2 separate regions of the Mus musculus genome follow, and region 1 is linked to region 2. Evidence: chromatin contacts called from public HiChIP or PLAC-seq data. All regions are on one chromosome and are shown on one strand. Each heading gives the region's core, a stretch centred on a gene start, on an enhancer-like site or on the middle of the called end of the contact. The rest is flanking DNA. Distances are from core to core; before and after follow the strand shown.

What was found. HiChIP or PLAC-seq counts read pairs in DNA pulled down with a chosen protein or histone mark.
Region 1: a contact with region 2 is called in an HNF4G HiChIP or PLAC-seq map of pancreatic cancer cells. The contact joins the enhancer-like site here to the promoter of Cxcl5 in region 2. A contact is called at or near these places in 8 of 39 promoter capture datasets (the 3T3-L1 cell line, 3T3-L1-derived adipocytes, hematopoietic stem and progenitor cells and 3 more), 1 of 15 datasets of contacts at CTCF or cohesin (the NIH/3T3 cell line), 2 of 484 Hi-C or Micro-C datasets (the 3T3-L1 cell line and the C2C12 cell line), 3 of 115 datasets of contacts at active chromatin or transcription factors (embryonic fibroblasts, fibro-adipogenic progenitors and pancreatic cancer cells) and 3 of 9 other capture datasets (adipose tissue, liver and pancreatic islet).

What each region holds. Positions count from the first base shown.
Region 1 is chr5:90,875,088-90,881,351 of GRCm38.p6, forward strand. No RefSeq gene overlaps it. Among named protein-coding and RNA genes, the nearest start is that of Cxcl1, 13 kb to the right of the region's middle. Within about 2 kb of position 1,669, at least 126 of the 459 cell types and tissues checked have an H3K27ac peak or open chromatin away from gene starts, as enhancers often do. A contact at or near this core is called in the C2C12 cell line, the NIH/3T3 cell line, adipose tissue and 6 more, where this site is marked.
Region 2 is chr5:90,754,377-90,760,664 of GRCm38.p6, forward strand. Cxcl5 (chemokine (C-X-C motif) ligand 5) reads left to right here and starts at 4,922. Exons shown (of 4, transcript NM_009141.3): 1 at 4,922-5,184; 2 at 5,313-5,448; 3 at 5,591-5,674; 4 at 6,077-6,288. The coding sequence starts at 5,067. The coding sequence ends at 6,137.

The DNA of each region.
Region 1 (6,264 bases), core at 419-2,918, 120 kb after region 2:
TAAGTATTCTAACATACATTGCCTGGTATGGTATGGTATGGTATGGTATGGTATGGTATGGTATGGTAAGGAGACATGACATATGGCCTGAGATATGGATAAGTAGTTGCCTTATTCTGATTAGCCTTTGGCTTAGCTGCTTTATGTTTCTGTGTTTAAGTGAAACATTTCTCCTTCTTGCCCCATTGTGCTAAGCCAAGCCCCCACCTCACCATTGGTCCTATCAGTTAGAAATCCTGTAATGAATCTAACCTCCCCCGGTTTCTCCATTATCTATCCTTTCCTGTCAAGTGAAACTGGTGAATGTAAACCTCACCGTGCCTTCCCCTGACTTTAACCTTGAGGACATGCTCGCGTGCCAGAACCTCAGGATCCAGCTGATGCTCCTGAACCTCATAACATTTCATTTTCCCTACCTTTTCACGTCTACCTTTTCCAGAATCTTCTATGGAACTCTTCTCTCATCCTCCTCCTTCAACTTTAGCCTTGCACTTTGTTGCTTATGAATCTTTGTTCATACTGCTCCCTCTATATGGTATAGACCAGTGGTTCTCAGTCTTAATGCTATGACTCTAAATACAGTTCCCCGTGTTGTAGTGACACCAACCATAAAATTATTTACATTGCTACTTCATAACTGTAATTTTGCTACTGCTATGAATAGTGATATAAGTATGTGTTTTCTAATGGTTGTAGGCGATTACTGTGAAAGGGTTGTTTGGTCCCCCGAAAGGGTCATAACTCACAAGTTGAGAACCCCTGAGGTGGACCTTTCACTTCTGGGTGTGATAGAACCCATACATCTACTAGTATCCTGAAAGAGAAACTGCCTACTTTCTGAGAATCCCTTTTCTCATTCCCCCTGTGTTCCCTCATACGGGTAAAGAGCAAGTTCCATTCTTCCCAGCCTACGAGGCCCTGCTCAGACTACTATTCTACTCTTATAAGACTACTTGGAGTTTCTCTCTTTAACAACAAGAGCTGAAAGTGAATCCCATTCCTCTAGAATTATAAAGAAGATCTGAGAAAACTACGCTGAACAGTCTTTCATTGTCACTCTGGCTCAGCAGCCAAGAGTTCCTTCTCTTGGTTCAGCTCTAACCTCAACATGCCTAGCCCGTGAGTCACAGATTCCTGAAGGCATACTTAATGGACACAGCGAGGAAGCTCTGTCCACACATGGGATTTCCCAAGGATTTAAAAATCTCCCTTTAAAATACCCTTTCCCAAGCATTTCCATCACAGATGCCTCTATCTGTGAAACAGGGCACTGCTACTCTGCAGATAAACCAGGATAATTCCCAGGAGAAGCTGCCTCAAGGAGCTACAAAAGAAGGCACGGGGGATATTTAAGATATTCAGCCCACAAACTTAATAAACTCAAACTCAACCTGCACATTTTAATAGAGCAGACTTTAGGCTGTTTCAGGCAAAGGCATAAAAGATATTTAGCTCCTAAACATGCCAGATCCATACTGAACATACAAAAGTTTTTGTAGAGCTGACTGGTTTGGGCAAGGATTAAAAAGACAGATGGAAATTTCTATGACTGGATCAAGATTCCAGATTAGTGCCAAGAAAAAAAAAACTACCTCTTTTAGCATAAGCTATTGGAAAGCATTAGTTAAGCGCACTGTGGTGACATAGTTCTGATTCACTACTCTGACCTTCATCGCAGTTACTAGTTACTAGGGTCGGTTCCTAATCTAAACATGAGGGTGAACAGTTTTACAGAATTTAAGCAACCACGTTCAATCAAGCAGATCAGAACTTCAAGACAGTAATAGGTGCATGACCACAAAGAAGCTCAACCCCTTGGCAGGGCAAGCTTTTGCCAAAGCTATGGAAAGGGTCCCAGGAATGTATGTCATTTAGTTTTAAAAAATATGCTGACGTCCTATGTTTCAATGAAGCTGATTAGAACTGTGTTCTCTTCCTTTTACCGCCACTTCCTCTCTTGGCTCTTCTGGTGTTGTGTGACGCTGGTACAGCTGTAAGCACTTTTGAACTCCAGCTAAGGAGTCAAATTTAGCATATGTTTAGTGATATTTATTGGTTCACGGTCACATTCTGGATGTCTCTAGTGTATTAGCCTTCCTAGTGAGAATACCTTTTGTAAATGCCTTTTTGTTCACTATACATATATTTTCAGCTTCCTGATGCAGAAGTCAGACTGTGTCTGAATCATCCAGGCTAGCATGGCACAGCTGTGGAGAAATAAGGTCAAAGTGCAGATAGCTAGAAGATAGTCTTCCTATTAGTAGGGTGTAGAGTTGTATGCAGATAGGTAAGCCTGTTTCAGTCCTACACTAAAGGAATCATCTCAAAATGTGTTCAATATAATCAATGTCTTCAATTGTTCATCTTCATGCATTTTTTGGTATGTGTTTGGAATGATCATGCTTGACTGGAATTGGAGCATGTTACATAGAATCTACCAAGACTTCACTGTTTGTAGATCATGCACCTGTAAGACAGAAAACTCTGTATATGAAGTTGTGTTCTAGTGTCATCTCTGTTACTGTGATAAAACACTGACCAATAGCAATGTAGGGTAGAAAAGGCATTATTTCAGCTTAAAGGTGATAGGGTTCATCACTGAGAGGAGTGAGGGTACAGACTTAAGCAGAAAATTTAAGCAGGAACTCAAACATCTTTCACCTCTAGACAGGATGGAAACAAAACAAAGCAACAATAGCAACAACAAAACAATGGCTAAATAATAAAGAGACACTATTTTCAATGCAGTTTATATTCCTGCTATTTTCTCAACTTTCTAAATTTGTAATGTGTTATTTTGTTGTTTAAGATAAATGTTTCTTTCTGTGCTCAGTTTTAAACTGAAATTTGCATTCTTCCTTTTAGGATGATCCCAAAGGGCATTATGCCCTTTGGGCTTCATGAAACTTCTCTCTGTCAAACTTTTAAAACATTTTGCAGTTTTAAACTTCTGAAAAGTTTCATGCACACATTAATCCACTGTAAACTCCTCTATGTACCATGAATGATCTTTGTTCCTCACATGGACTCAAAGGACAGTGTGGCCTGGACGTGAAGGGTGGCCTGGTCCCAACTGGCTCTGATCCCTTCTCTATATCTCTGTGTGACCTTGATGTTGACTCTTTATTTCCATGCCCTAATGTGCAAAAACAAACAGGAGAAGAAATTCAGAGAAGAAGAACAAGGAGTCAAGGATAATTGGAAAGACTTAACTCAGTGTTTAACCAATATAGTAATAACAGTTAACATAACAACTCAATTAATAAGCTATAATCAAAGTGCCACAGAAATTTGGACACATTTTTACACTTAAAAAAATAATGATTTTTGGTACTCTTAGATCTACTTAAAGTATTATTCTTAAACCATTAACGAGGTTTCTACTGTGGTCTATCTTATATTAAAAAGAATTGAAATAAGTTGAAAGTAGTTTTTATTTATTTATTTATTTACTTATTTATTTATTTATTTATTTATTTATTGGGTTTTTTTTTTTTCAAGATAGGGTTTCTCTGTAGCCCTGGCTGTCCTGGAACTCACTTTGTAGACCAGGCTGGCCTCGAACTCAGAAATCCACCTGCCTCTGCCTTCCAAGTGCTGGGATTAAAGGCATGCACCACCACCACCTGGCTGAAAGTAGTTTTATAAAAGACAAAATTTGAAGAATGACCTGACACAGTTGTCCATGATCACCTCTCTCTGCTCCTATTGCCTTCATTTGTCTCAGGGGTGTGTCTCTCACTGAGAGCATTTACTGAGAAGTGGCCGGCTAAGAACACTAACTCCTTCATTTGTTGCCTATGATGTAGGTCAACCTCCCTGAACCCCACTTGCCCCACCTGTGCAATATTAAAACCCTTCCTTGTGAAGTTGCTGTGACAGTTAAATGAATTCATGCACAGAAAAAGCCAGAATCCTGGCTGCCCAGAGCAGATACTCCATGTATATTTTAATTCTCACCCTCTTTGCTGTTTTGCCAAATAATTCTTCTTTATCATGAACTCTTTGGAAGCCTGGAGAGCCATATCATTTGAATATTAATAATTTTCCATACAGCAAAGAATATAGAGATCTTTGTAGTCATCATAATCGAATAATTAGAGATTTTTCATGGTTTCTGGAAAAGTAGATGTGATAGCTAACTTGAGGTCGGTTGCACAGCTCAGTCATTTCCAGATCTGAGTCCAGCAAATTGTCTTTGAACCATTCCCATTCCTATGGTCACTTGCACAGTGGTACACAGTCAGTAAGCAATCCATTTTAGAAAGACACAGTGTGTCAGGGCTGTGGATTATTTTTTGAGCCTAGAACATTTCAACAGAAGAGCTTAAAGCAACATTTAATAAGACAAGAGGAAGTGGTTCTGATTTTGTGCCAAGTTTCCTCCTTCTCAAAACAGGTGACTCACCTGCCTACCTTCAGGGTACCTTGCATATCTAGAGTGCTGGAAAACATTAGATTCAAAGTGAAGAAACCACTATAGAGCAAGATATTCTGAAATCAAAATGTCACAGGAAACAGACTATATGTTTGCTAAGTATAGTACCCTGTCTTCGTTATAATGATAGCCGAGGCTAGGTTAGGTACTCTGTAAAAAAAGATTCATATGGCTCTTTGTACTTAACTGCCTGAGGGTGCTCCCAGCCTCATTGCCTAATGCAGGATGACACCTTGGCAGATAGATATGTAAGAGAGAGCTTACAGGGTGAGACAGGAAGCCAGCAGAGGCCAAATCCACAATGACCTAAAGCCATTGTTCCAGTATGCACCTCATAAAAAACTCTTTATCACTTTCCAACAGCAGCACAAGGGTGGAGTGTAAAACTTTCAACTTGAGTTTCTGTGAGACTCATTCGACCTATATCCAAACTACAGCACTATGATTGTAGAGACTTTCAAGGCAAATGTCTGAAAAGTCAGGGTTGTAATTATAACAGAAAAGAAGTAGTTTTGTAAGGTATTATCTTCATTATTCTTATGGTGGAATGTGTCATCTTCAAAATCATAACAAGAACAGCAACAACAACAACAAAGAAACCTTTAATGAAGAAAAACTAAGCCTTTGCTCGATGGCATTTACTCAACGAGAAGACTTTGATAGAGCTTCAGTACCTTGGTGGATGTCAAGGAGCCTAGTTGATAAGGCTTCAAACCTGTCTGTCTGACGGCACTGACTAACCCATACACACGTTTCTTCCAAGGCCTGTAGTAAAGGTCTGCACTGAAGTACAACTGTGGGGGGTTTTTGTAAGACTTTTCCTGGAACAAAATGTTGTCATGCTGACACAGACAGTAAAAGTCTCAGAAGAGGACACCAGGAAATGGGAAATTTGTCTATAGGCTTCATGCCTAGAACAGTTCATGTATACTATCTGCATGGTATAGTGTGCTAAAGCCTGGGACTAGATTTTCACACATCTCTGCCTTACCCTGTGGGTACGATAGCACGGATCATTAGTCGGGTTAATCACTTTCTCCTCCCATACACTTCTAAATTATACATCTCTGTTCTCTTACGATCTTTTCAACCATCTGCCAATGAGGGTGACTCAGAGAACTGGTCACCGAGAATCCTCAGTTGGAGTCCATTAATCATTACTTGAAAGAGAACATCACGTCTCTCCAGCCCCCAAGTCATGTATTAAGAGGTGACCACATTGTTAATGATCCTTCGGAAGAAATCCTTTGTCTTTCAACATTTTCTCTTAGATAGTAACACTTTGGTTTAAAGAGAAAATGGTATTTCCAGCATCTGTTTTATGGGAACAAACTCTTAAGCATCTTTAGTGTGTGACAGCTGCCTCAGTGGTGAAGTGAGGGGAAAAAAATCCCTCCATGAATGAAAGAAGGAAAACAACTAAAGAGACTTAGCAGAGAATGCTGGGGGAGAGATCAGCCATAAGGAGCTAGAAGCAAGAGTGTGTTGCTAGGCCAGCTCTTAGAAAATAGTTAAAAATTAAATTAAATCCCCAGTGTGGACCATTTGCATACTTATGGTGTAAACATTTTTATTATGACTAAACTTTTGTTACCAACCGTTGATAAGGGCTAAAAATTTCCCACAATTTAGCAATAAGCTCTGAGCACAAGTGAACTGGCCTGACTAGAGATTAGCAGTACCAAATGCCAAGAAGTGCTCGCTGGCCAAGGTCTAACTCGCAGGGTATCCCTGGGGTTATGACTCTTTCCTTGGCTACTAAGTATATGCTTTTTCTAGCACTGCCTTTTAAAGATGCCGTCACTACATTTTACTTGAGGAAGTTT
Region 2 (6,288 bases), core at 3,672-6,171:
TATAAAATACATATAGCCATCCCCATCCCTCCTGGGAGACCAGTACTGAAGTATTACTGTGTATTAAATGGGAGACATGCATTAGTTTACACTGTGAGGCTCTGCAGAGGTGAATGCTCTGCCTAAAGGAAAAGAGAAGAAAAACCTAGGCATGAAGGTAGTGGTGGTCCAGTACTGCACTTGCTCTTAGCCAAAGGCTGAGAATGGCACCACATGGCAATGGTGGCTAGAAACCATGCAGCCAACGGCCAACAATAATTTCTTTTACTAAGCACAGTGCTAACAGTCTAACTTCCTTATAATGAACTTTTACAGCATCATAAAGTTCTTTCTCAAAACTCATTACAATTTTTAAAATATTATTCCATATGTATGTATATGTGCCCAGTATAGACAAGTGTCCAGAAGAAGACATTGGATCCCCCAGAATTCGAGTCATAGTAAGTCCTGAGCTGCCTGATATGGGTTCTAGGAGCTGAACTTGTGTCCTCTGCAATAACAGCAAATATTCATTGCTCCCAAGTCCCCTCATCGGCCCTTAAAATCAACTAGAACAGCTACCACTGAAAAGATATTTTCTTTTACATATATATATATATATATATGTAGTGCTTGGCACAGACAGAATTCCTGAAGAAAGCTATAGGTTATTCCTCTTCTGAGAGCCCAGGGCTTTCAGAAATATTTAAAACGTTAATTCCCATCTTCCTCCCCAGATACATCACCTGGTATTTTTTTCACTGAAAATTTTAGGTTTAGACATCTCCACAAACAGAGGCAGTGTGCTTGTGAGCCCATCCACCCAGAAACTGGCAAGGCTCTGATCAACTATGGTGACTGCAAACTTCAATCTGTGTGGGCTCAGTCGAGGTTCATTGATTTACTTCTTTCTTAAGTTGAATTAATCAGAAATGGATGGTAAGGAAATAATGGATAATGGACAAAAGAAGCAGGAGGAGCAGGAGGGGGAGGAGCAGGAGGTCAAGGGGAGGGGGAGGAGGAAAATATTTTTGACATGTAACCTAATGGTGAAGATAATATGAAGCAAACCTATTTCCCCAAAGTGACTGCTTCTTCACTGGGTGGTCAAACCCAGTATAGAGGGAGGAGGACACAGGTTTATTGTCATTGCAAAGCTAACTCAAGAGTCACTGGCTTTTTTCACTCTGCATACGAGGAAGAGACCTCTCCACAGCTGCTTACTTTCTTCCTCATACTGATATATCAGCATCCTTAGTTACTGCACCAGTATAGTATTTCTTAAACACCACATAAAGATTAGTGAATAGAAGGGAAAATGGAAATTTAGCAAAATCCTTTAAAGGGGCCCATACCATATCTTCAGTCACAAGCTTCAAGGTCACACTGATTGCTGGGAGAGTGGGCGCCTTTTAGAGTAGCTCTGTCACACTGCTGACAATCAGCGCAGGATAACTTAATCCAATTTTCATCACACTGTTTTTCTCCAGCAACTTTAAGGTCACAGAAAATAGGTAACATGGTCAATATAACTTTTGTTTCTTTAATATCAAGTTTGTTTTTTTTTTCCTGGCTTCTCAGCAGTCAGGGCTGAATAGTGCAGAATATAAAGAGTGAAAATTATCATTTGAATTTCCTTTGAGAATAAGAAATAAATAATTGCCAACACGACAGTAAGCCAAACAAAAGTAGCAGAGTTCTAAAAGTAGAGGGACGGATTAAGGACACACGGCTGACCTGTCCTTTTCTCTCTAATTTTTAGGTCTACTGTGAGAGTTCAGAACACTATAAAGGAAAACTCGACCCTCGTTCCACATCAGATCCTCAAAGACCAGTCAGTAATGAACTTGAAACACAACAGGTTATTAGAGGAATGCAAAGCCTTAATCTCGATTGTAGAATACACAGCGGACTCCGGGAAGGCAGAGGCTGCGTTAATGGGGCCTTATAAACTGTTTCACAAAGCAGTTGTAGTCAGAATAGCAGATGCTCAAAGACCACAGATGAAAGGGAGATAGATGTTCAGATGGCTTTGTCAACAAAGTGTTTTTGGTTGACTTTAAAGGGGGGAATGTTTGAGGTTACTCTGAAGTCTTCAGGACCTTGATATTATTGAGCCCTTCAACAACACACAATAGACAGACTGAGGAATCCAACGGTTTGAAATGTGCCATTCGGCAGTGCAAGGCAGTGGTTAGCCAGACTATGGAGAGCCCTGGGGAATGAGTGCCAACAACTATTTTTAAAAAATGTAGTTTGGAACCTGGAAACTATTAAAGCATTCTGGTAACAGATTGGCTAAGCCGCTCAACTCCCAATTCTGCATTTGATTTTTTTTTTACTGGCCTTGATTTCTGTAACTAATTAAGAGTGAAGAAAGTTTCTCTCATTTGTTTCAAAGAATCAGCGTGAGGAATGAATGTGGTTTGATGCTGCAATCCATTTCAAGTGTTTTCATTCATATTAAATAACTGTGGCATTAAATTAAAATATTATAATAGAAAACATTTAGGGCTATAAGGCTGACAGTAGGTTTATTAATTGCTTTATTATTGTTGGGAATAGTCAAAAAAAACTTTCTTCTACTACTTGGATGCAGTGGGGTTAAGACAACTGACTTCACTTTAAACTGGCAACATAAAAGTAATTATTTTAAATACTTTGTACCCACTGAGTGTTAATACCATCATTCTCAAACTCAAAAATTCTTTTACCACCTGCATCCTTACCGGTCCTTACATAAGTCAATGTCAAAGATGCCAACATAGGAGCCAGGCATTCCAGTGGACCAGAACAATTTCAATGCAAGGCCAGCTTAGGTTGCATACTGCTTCCTGATTAGGTGTGGCAACACAACAGTTTACTTATAGAGTGGGCTTTCTATTACCAGAGTGCCAGCCGCAGACGCCTTTTCTTTCGCTTTCTCTGTTCTGTACGTAATGCATGACAAATGGATACAGGGAACAACCCCCATGAGAGATGCATACCTGAAATAGTGTTAGGGGGAGCTGATGCTCTCATTTGGTAGCCTCTACCCAGTCTTGTTGCTTCTTGCCAAAACTAATTTGTATGCTGTTATATTTAAAATACCCCATTTGGAACTAACCTGGGATGCGTGCATGCATGCGTGCGTGCGTGCGTGCGTGCGTGCGTGCGTGCGTGTGTGTGTGTGTTCTACCTGCTGCTTGTTACAGATTACCACTCCCCAGAAGGATGAAGGATTGCATTTGTTGAGTCAAGTGTGATGCTGATGGTGGACTCACAACTTCCCATTAGCTTCTCACAATGCGATCACCAAACCTCCCAACTTCCTTCAACTAGACTAAGTTTCCTTCCAGAATGTAAGTTCGAAAGTCTACCACCATTTCCTGCTCAGCAATGGAGGTGTTCTTATTCCGAAAACAGACGAGTGGGGTGGATGGCGGTTCCCATGGTTACAGGGGACAAGAAAAAACAGTTTCTTTCCAGGACTATATGTGTAAGGCTGTCATGTTTACAGACTTCCTCTGCCGGCCTACTACATGGCCAGAGGTTTTGAGAACCATCCAGAGAGGAGATCTGTTAAATCTCTATAAAGAAAGCCAGGGCACCACTTAATGTTATAACCGACTGCCTTGGTATGAAGGCCTTTAGTTACAGGAAGTCATCTCATCTTTCATCACCAGGTGGCCCCTCCAGGGTCCCCACCCCCAACCCCCGCCAAGCCCCTGGGGAAAGCATCCCTCCTCTGAACTCCAAGAAGTTGCTTGGAGGGAGTCAGAACGGATGCTATCTTGCTGGCAAACTGAATCAAACCCTTGCACCAAACTCGCAGATAAGTCCCACGGATGAGTCCCTCAGCTGCACCAACCTCCTTTAGCTTCTACCCACTGTCAAATCCCTATCTGGCAGGGGAGCCACATTAGAAAGCACAGCAAGAAGCCCCTGGTGTTGCCTCCGGCTCCAAGCACAGGACAGACTGCTCCTAACTGAATGGCAAAGGGTGCAAAGATTTTATCTTCCTCCCAAAGCAATTTGCTGAGTCATCTGTGAAGTTGTTCATTAAGCCAAACAATTACAATAGCAGGGCTTCCAGTAAGCAGCTTTTATTTTGAAGGCCATTCATGCAGCTGGTTTAAGTGGAAGTCAAAACACTTTCATAGTTTCTTGGCTTTCAAAGCTGGCAGAATCCCAAAGAATCAATAAGTAATCCACACACAAGGAGAGGGCAAGGTTTCTTTCTTTCTTTCTTTCTTTCTTTCTTTCTTTCTTTCTTTCTTTCTTTCTTTCTTTCTTTCTATTTATTTATCTTTTCAAGTCCGGGATTACATTTCCTGAATAAAAACAGTCTTCGTTTTAAAAACACACATTTCAAATGTATTTTTGTTTATGAGCATGTGTATGTCTGCTTATCTGTCTGTGTACCAAGTAGATGCATCTGCCCCAAGGAAGCCAAAAGACGACGGACGTGGGGTTCCCTAGACCTGGGGCTAGAGAAGCTTGTGAGCAGCAATGTGGCAATGTGGTCCTGCATGGGTGGGTGGGTGGGGAGCCAAACCCTGGACCTCTGCCACAGCAACCAGTTCTCTTAAAGGTTGAGCCATCTCCCAGGTGTCAGCAATAGTGTTTGTAGTAATAACAGTTAAAGACCTGTGGAAGGTTTTCTAAAGTCAAAACTCCTTCCTTTGGCTCCAGTCTTCCTACAAGGAAAAGAAGGGCATCCTCAGAGCTCTGTCCTGCCTTAACTAGCCCTGACCTAGGAGAGGGAAAGGTCCTCTAAAGGAGTCTGACCCAGAGCAGCAGCCTTCTGTTCCCGGGGCAGGACTACAAGCATTCTCCTCCGATTTGGCAAAGAGCCACTCCTCCTAGCCATCCTCCCGCCCCAATCCCATTGCCCAGCCCCTCTGAGCCCCCCACCTCCTAACTCCAAGTCCAGGGAATTTCCCCAGCATCTTCAAGCTCCAGTTTCCTGCCTGAAGGAAGAGAGAGAACAGATAAAAGGGGTGCAGTGGGTTTGAGAACACCATAGTGCTCTGTAGAGCCCCAATCTCCACACCTCCTCCAGCATATCCCGAGCTGGTGCTCCCTGGTCCGGGATCTTGTCCACAATGAGCCTCCAGCTCCGCAGCTCCGCCCGCATCCCCAGCGGTTCCATCTCGCCATTCATGCGGATGGCGCCGCTGGCATTTCTGTTGCTGTTCACGCTGCCGCAGCATCTAGCTGAAGGTGAGGGCGCAGCACCTGCGTGGCGCAGGGTGCCTGACCCATCCGGGCGGGCCATCGCAGTCAGCGGGTCCCAGGAGCGGGGAAAGGGGCTCTTCCAGCATCCTCCTATAATCTTGTCTCTTCCACAGCTGCCCCTTCCTCAGTCATAGCCGCAACGGAGCTGCGTTGTGTTTGCTTAACCGTAACTCCAAAAATTAATCCCAAATTGATCGCTAATTTGGAGGTGATCCCTGCAGGTCCACAGTGCCCTACGGTGGAAGTCATGTGAGTTCTGACTGTGTTCTGGGTGCAGGTGATCTTGGGAGATGGAAGTCCAGGACACCCCCTGCCCTACCCACATCCCTTATCCCGGATTCTTCAGTCACCCGGGCTCACCTGTGCATCCTCTTTTTTTCCTCCTCCGCAGAGCTAAACTGAAAAACCAGAAGGAGGTCTGTCTGGATCCAGAAGCTCCTGTGATAAAGAAAATCATTCAGAAAATATTGGGCAGGTACTTGCTATCTTAGTCTCTGCAGCGGGCAAGGTCCTTATTCTCCCTGTATGAGTTGAGGCTCCCATCCCACATTCGAAACTGAGCTTAGAATAAAAGGATTCAGAAGGGAAAGTTGTTATTCTGGGATGTTGCAATAACCCAAAACTCATCTCTCTCTCTCTCTCTCTCTGTCTCTCTCTCTCTCTCTCTGTCTCTCTCTCTGTCTCTCTCTCTGTCTCTCTCTCTCTCTCTGTCTCTCTCTGTCTCTCTCTCTCTCTGTCTCTCTGTCTCTCTCTCTCTCTCTCTCTCTCTCTCTCTCTCTCTCTCTCTCTCTCTCTCTCTCTGTGTGTGTGTGTGTGTGTGTGTGTGTTAGGATAAACTGAAGAATTTTAGTTACTGATATAAGTCTTTTCTCAACAGTGACAAAAAGAAAGCTAAGCGGAATGCACTCGCAGTGGAAAGAACGGCCAGTGTTCAATAGAAAGATTTCTGAGGACTCTGACCCCAGTGAAGATAAGAAGAAAGGGCTGATTCTCTCCACCCACGGATTTTCTTTATGAACTCCCTGCTTTGATGAGAAAAGGGAAACCATTGTCCCTGAAGCTTCCTGCTCATCTCACAAGTGTATTTAG